Linked DNA regions of Sus scrofa: region 2 is linked to region 1. A link is a contact called in public Hi-C data. All regions are on one chromosome and are shown on one strand. The core of a region is the stretch at or near the end of the contact, and the rest is flanking DNA. Distances in the headings are between cores, read along the strand shown.

What was found. A called contact is a pair of places that touch in the nucleus more often than the background predicts.
Region 2: a Hi-C map of liver shows a contact between it and region 1, with 2.5 times the contacts expected there. The contact joins the promoter of YME1L1 here to the promoter of LOC100516390 in region 1. A contact is called at or near these places in 2 of 47 Hi-C or Micro-C datasets (liver and skeletal muscle) and 2 of 2 datasets of contacts at active chromatin or transcription factors (alveolar macrophages and skeletal muscle).

Annotation. Positions count from the first base shown.
Region 1 is chr10:48,794,003-48,797,272 of Sscrofa11.1, forward strand. It overlaps LOC100516390 (ankyrin repeat domain-containing protein 26), which reads right to left and starts at 1,781. Exons shown (of 34, transcript XM_021064875.1): 1 at 1,347-1,781. The coding sequence starts at 1,576.
Region 2 is chr10:48,853,419-48,856,688 of Sscrofa11.1, forward strand. It overlaps YME1L1 (ATP-dependent zinc metalloprotease YME1L1), which reads right to left and starts at 1,810. Exons shown (of 19, transcript XM_021064882.1): 1 at 1,580-1,810. The coding sequence starts at 1,612. MASTL (serine/threonine-protein kinase greatwall) reads left to right here and starts at 2,477. Exons shown (of 13, transcript XM_021064881.1): 1 at 2,477-2,909. The coding sequence starts at 2,724.

The DNA of each region.
Region 1 (3,270 bases), core at 531-3,030:
TCCTTTGGTCAAAGCCTGAAGCATGCAGAGGTTCCTGGGCCAGGGATTAAAATTTTTAATCTATACTCCATCTGAGAGTTTGGCTGGGTTTTTGTTTTGTTTGTTTGTTTGTCTTTTGTCTTTTTAAGGGCTGCACCCACGGCACATGGAGGCTCTCAGGTTAGGGGTATAATCAGAGCTGTAGCCGCTGGCCTATGCCACAGCTTCAGCAATGCCAGATCCAAGCTGAGTCTGTGACCTACACCTAAGCTCACGGCAATGCTAGATCCTTAACCCATTAAGCAAGCCCAGGGATGGACCCCACAATCTCATGGATACTAGTCTGTTTCATTAACCATCAAGCCATGATGGGAACTCCTGAAAGTTATATTTGTGAGATAAAAATCTAGCTACTTTTCTCTAAAAAGCAAGTTATTTCTCCACCATTTATTATCTTTTCCTTCTTACATGAAATGTCATCAGTATCAAGCTCTAAAGTCTTACATATATTTAGGTGTTTGGGCATTATCTATTCTGTTCCATTCATTTATCTGCTTTTCAGTTGTTGGCAAATAATTTGTGGAAATTTACAGCACATTTTAACATCTAGAAGGGCAAATCTTTGTCTACTATATAAAATTTTTTATTTCATCACAACAATTATACACAGCCTGTGTAACTCAAAAATTTTAAAAACCATGATATGGTTATTTGGTTTACACACAAGTGATAAATATGGGAAGACCATACATTTTAAGAAAATGAGTCTTCCTACTAAAAAACACAGACCACTTCCCAGTTCAAAGCTGTCTTTGAACATATATACACAGGCAAACACTGACATAAAATGGATACTGGATTTTATCCCAAGGATTTTTAGCCCAGGAGTTCCTGCTATGGCACAGTGGGTTGCCACAGCTGTAGTGAAGTCTGAGCTGCAGCTGAGATTCAATCCCTGGCTCTGACCGGGGTACTTCCATATGCCACTGATGCAAAGCTCCCCCCCAAAAAAAGTGTTTTTACCCCAGAAGTTTGTCTATCATGGGAATTATTTTTCTCATTATGCACTTTTCTGTAATATATAACGATATAAACTCATGTACATTAAAAATAAGATGCTGTTTGTGTTGAATTGCCTTTCTATAATTACGGGAATTCAGTTAAATCACTTTAAAACCGTGAGTAAAGTGCTCTGTAAGGGGAATTATGAGCGGTTTCTGAAACCAGCTAAAGCTTTTGCTTTTGCTGCCTGTAAAGTCCGCTGGGCGGTGGACCCCACGTAGCTTGTCCAAGGATCCTCAGAGGGAAAACCGACAGGAAGAGTTCTTCCCAGGCCCGCCCCGCCTCCTCCAGCCGGCCCCGCTTACCTGTTCATCTTGTCTCTGTCGTTCAAACCATTTTTTCTGAGCAACAGAATCTGCTGCACCCTGGCTACGTTGCCAACACTGGCTGCCTTGTGGATCTTCCCCAGATCCTTGTCTCGGATGTGGTACCCGGGATGCGAGTTGCTTCTATTTCTGCCCTCCCTCCCCGGACTGGTGGAGGAGCCCAAAGGCGACTCGCCCTTCTTACTCCCAAAGCCAAAAATCTTCTTCATCTTAGAGCATACGGGCTTCAGACACACCTCACCTCCCCCTCGGCTTTTCGCCACGTCCTGAGAGCTACGTCCTGGCCATAGAACGCTATAGATAAGCCGCCCGGGTCTCGCCACAACATGCCAGCCGCAAAGATCCGCGGTTAAGAATCTTTGAGCTCAGAAGAAACGTATCCAAGCAATACCGCTGATCACAGTGCGCATGCGCGCATCAGAAGCTGACGTTACTGCGCATGTGCAAGGAGGCCTGGAGGCCAAGAGCGCCCAACGCGCATGTGCAAGGCCGGGACACTTCAAATCTCTGCGATTGCTTGTGGGCAGTAAAACGTAACTTTTGGATGTTGGTGGGAGGTGGCCGAGCATTTCCGGATATCTGCAAAAGTTAGATTCGTCCACGAGAAAAGCGAAAAGCGTCTTTGCATGCGATTGGGGCTAGAGCTTCGTGGAGCTTCAAGTTATTGAAAGCCTTCTTCCTTTGAGAGCTCCACTAAAACAAAGGCTCAGTCTCTTATCCCTCAGTTTATTCCTTTCCATATCCCTCTGGACCTCGGCGGGTCTCCATGGAATTTAGCAGATGCAACAACAGAAGGCTGTTTTCATGGTTTCAGACATTATGGCAATAGTTCTCATCAAGTGCAAACTTATAAGAAATCTATCTATGTTCTCCACATGAAATGAAAACACATTTCTGGGAGTTCCCATCTTGGTTCAGCGGAAACGAATCTAACATCCGTGAGGACACAGGTTCGATCGCCGGCCTCGCTCAGTGGGTTAAGGATCCAGCGTTGCTGTGAGCTGTGGTGCAGGCTGGCGGCTACAGTTCCAATTCGACCCCTAGCCTGGGAACCTCCATATGCTGCGGGTGAGCCCTTAAAAAGACAAATAATAATAATAATAATAAAAAGGTATACACTTGTCACAAACAATCCATCTTTTCTCACCTAGTTTAAAATACTTTATCTTTTTTTTTTTTTTTTTTTTTTTTTTTTTTTTTTTTTTTTGGCCATGCTGGAAACATGTGGAAGCTCCCAGGCCAGGAATATTAAGCAGCCACAGCAGTGACAATGCCAGATCCTTAACTGCTAGACCATCAGGGAACTCCTGATATTTCCTGATGCAGTCTGGAAAGAGTCAAACACACTGCCACACTGTATGGAGCTAAGAACCACATACACACCAGGACTCCAAGTAGGTTGTGGAAATGTGGTTGACGCTACTATTTTTATGGGGTTTTTTTGGAGGGCGTTGTCTTTTTAGTGATGCACCTTCAGCATATGGAAGTTCCCAGGCTATGGGTCAAATCAGAGCTGCAGCTGCCAGCCTACACCACAGCCACAGCAACGCCAGATCCAAGCCTCATCTGCGACCTACACCATAGCTTATGACAACGCCAGAACATTAACCCACTAATCGAGGTCAGGGATTGTCCTCATGTATACCAGTCAGGTTCGTTACCACTAAGCCACAATGGGGTCTCCCGATTCTAGTGTTTTTGTATGGACCAGAGATACTCAAGCAGTATACTTTAGGACAACCCTAAATTTATGTATTTCCTTGGTCAAATGCTATCCAGATCCCCAAGCAATTGAAACCCAAGATTTCTGTGAACAGATGCCCACTGGAAGTTGTTGCTTGGAACTCCTATGCCTACCTGACTCAAATAATGCCCCGGTGGTTTCCTGCACACTCATTTTATA
Region 2 (3,270 bases), core at 560-3,059, 59 kb after region 1:
TGCTGTGTAGGTCGCAGATGTGACTTGGATCCCGAGTTGCTGTGGCTGGCAGCTGCAGCTCCAATTTGGACCCCTAGCCTGGGAACTTCCATATGCCTCAGGTACGGCCCTAAAAAGCAAAACAAACAAACAAAAAACTTAAAATGAAATCCAAAATCCCTTATTATAACTCCTGGTGTGATCTGCGTCAAGTCTTATCCCCAACTATTTTTCTATCATTAGCGCTTTAATCACCTTGCTCTAGCCACACTAGCCTTATTCTCCTCCTTCTGATCAGCTAGGCTGTTATCCCCAGATATTCTACCAGTTCACTTCTATTAACAATTCACTTGGCTAACTCCTACTCCTGTTTCATTTCATAGCATTATTAAGATTCTGCATCTGCTTTGTTCACCTAACACACGCCAGTAAATAACTAACCACTTCATTTTCTATTATCCAGTCAGTACTAGCAAAAAAGAAAAACAAAGGGGTAGAAATTACACAAAGGGACATAATAATAAGCTTAAGGAACTAGAGTCTCTAAAATTATTTTTAAAACTGAATGTTTTCAAAAAATGTTTATTTGCAAAGCAGGGAAGAACTCTCAAAGAAAAAAATCTCAACGTTATCATCCAAAAAAGATTTTTAATTGAACTAAGAATAAAACACTGTCACAAGTGATTACCCCTGAAAGAAGATAATTAAAAATCCAAGGAGTTCCCATCGTGGCACAGCGGAAACGAATCCGACTAGGAACCATGAGGACTTGGGTTCGACCCCTGGCCCTGCTCAGTGGGTTAAGGATCCAGAGTTGCCCTGAGCTGTGATGTAGATTGCAGAGAGGCTTGGATCTGGCGTTGCTGTGGCTCTGCCACAGGCCTGCAGTTACAGCTCCGATTAGACCCCTAGCCTGGGAACCTCCATATGCCGCGTGTACGGCCCTTAAAGAAAAAAAAGAAAAAAAGAAAAAAGAAAAAAGCCAAAAAACCCAAAACCCAGAATATATATTAAAAAAATAAATAAAAAATAAAAACTCAAATGCTCGGCATTTTTTTCTCTGCCCTTTTGCTTTATAAACTAAAACACCGAGAGGAGGCTGAATCAAAATATTAACTGAAAGCAGTGAATAACTTGTAAATATATACTTATTAGTCACATTTGATCAAAAGAAAACGTAGATTATTCAAAATTTTATAATATGTTTAAATTCCTTTAAAAGAAAGAACAGAGAATAGAATTGTTAATACCAAAGTCTTTGAAGAGTTTATTTCGTGCGCTCTTTACGTCTGTGACAAAGACGTCTCCCTACCCCCGCCCACCCCAGAATGTCCAGCACTCAACAAAGCCTGATGGATTCTCTAGCAAAAATTCCACGCAATCAAGTCGAAAAACCAATGTCTCCATCACGCTCGTATTATGCCTCTATTTCCTCGTCAATCCTTTACAGCGTGGCCCCGAGCCCTTTTCAACCTCAGGAGTCCAACTAGGTTAATCGCTTCTTTCCTACGACCCCTTAAGAGAAACCGCTTCCAGCAAACGCAAAAGGCAAACAGCCGCGGGCAGAAAGGAAGAAAAACCGACTGGATGCCGGACCTACCTGGGGCTGCACGGTACTCGACAGGGAAAACATCTTTTCCGGGCCCTCAGCGACCTCACCCGCCTGCCGAAACTGCTCCTCTAGGCCACCGCCTGGCGGGGAGGCGCTGAGCCCTTCACCACCTTCACTCTCCCCTCGCCCTTACTCTTCCTAGAAATGGAAGATGGCCTCCCCTTCCCACAGCTGCTACAACGACAAGCACTGTGCCCCGGAAGGCAAGGCGCTAACGCAACAGTACTTCCGGGGCAGACGAGGCCCCCTCCCCGAGTCGTGCGTCAACTTTAGGCCTTTTCAGGGACCTGAGTTTCCCCCGCCGCAGCTGACGCCCCCAAAGTAGTTCATGTTCACACTGAGTTAGACACGCGCCGGGTCCCCAAGGCTATGTGGCTGTAGTTTTCTTTTTAAGGGGGAGTGGCATCAACCCTGTCAAATCTTTCTCCAGCTTCCTTATCAATACTTCCAATATATTCTGTTCTGACTGGGCCTCGAGCCATAAGCGCTTTTGTTACAATTTAGTCCTCCTTATCTTGCCCACAATAAATCAAAAACTCATCCTGCTTCAGAAAGGCAAGTTACATACATTCTGTTAAAATGTCAAATTACAGGGCAGTCATGGGCTTCCTGCTCATCCAGTTTCTCCACATTCTGTGTTGTCACTGGCCTGGTATTACTGACGAGACCGAACTGGTTTACGTTTCTTCCGCGGGTGGTAGTTCTTAGGATTTTTTTTTTTTTCTTAAGCGGGATGAGAGCAGGGTCCCACCAGATGGAAGGCGGGAGAAAACTTAAATCTTGCGATTCAGATTCAGGCTCCCATGCTCTCTTCTCCCTGCTCTCAATAATTTTGCCCTCCGGAGTCATCACAAATAAAATAAGTGGACCGCGACCACTCTGGAAGAGTCAGTGGTTGCTCAGGAATTTCTCAGCTGCCCCGCCCTCACGCCCAAAGGCTCACGCATCGACGCAGGGGCGGTGACTGGAGCGAGGCCGCGCTGGGCTTGGCGAGAGTGGGAGCGGTGACGGGATGACGTCACGGCCGGCGCGCGGCTTGGGCGGAGCCTTACTTTGAACCCAATTGGCGGGAGTTGCGGCTCTAGCAGGGGCCTTAGGCGCTGCTGCGGTCTTGCATCCTGGGGGGCCTGCAATGGAGCCCACCGCGGGCAGCGAAATGGAGAGCGGAGGAGGCGCGGCAACTGGGGCGTGTGTGACTAGGATCCCGGTGCCCAGACCTCCATCCATTGAGGAGTTTACCATAGTGAAGCCCATCAGCCGTGGCGCCTTCGGGAAGGTGTATCTGGGGCAGAAAGGCGACAGGTTGTATGCGGTGAAGGTAAGAGTCAAAGAATAAAGAAAACAAGAGTCTGGCCCTTCGGCCCTCCTTCCTGCCCCGTGAATCGGGCAGGTCCCAGGGCCGCCGGAGCGACTAGACTGGGTGCTTGGCTTGCCAAAGCCTTCGGAGCCCTGCGAGATGATTTCTCACTTGGCTGGCAGCGCGGGCAAGTCTGTGATGCCTCTGCCCCGCCCTTCCCTTCACACAGTGAAGGTTTAGGAGACGCCAGAATTTTGGAATCCTTTTTACTAGTAATTAAGTTTTTACCAGGATTAAGGTTGAAACTTTAAGTTTGAAACCGGTATTTCCAAATTATATTTTAATTACATCAGTTTGATGTAGACTCATTTCTTTTGTATCG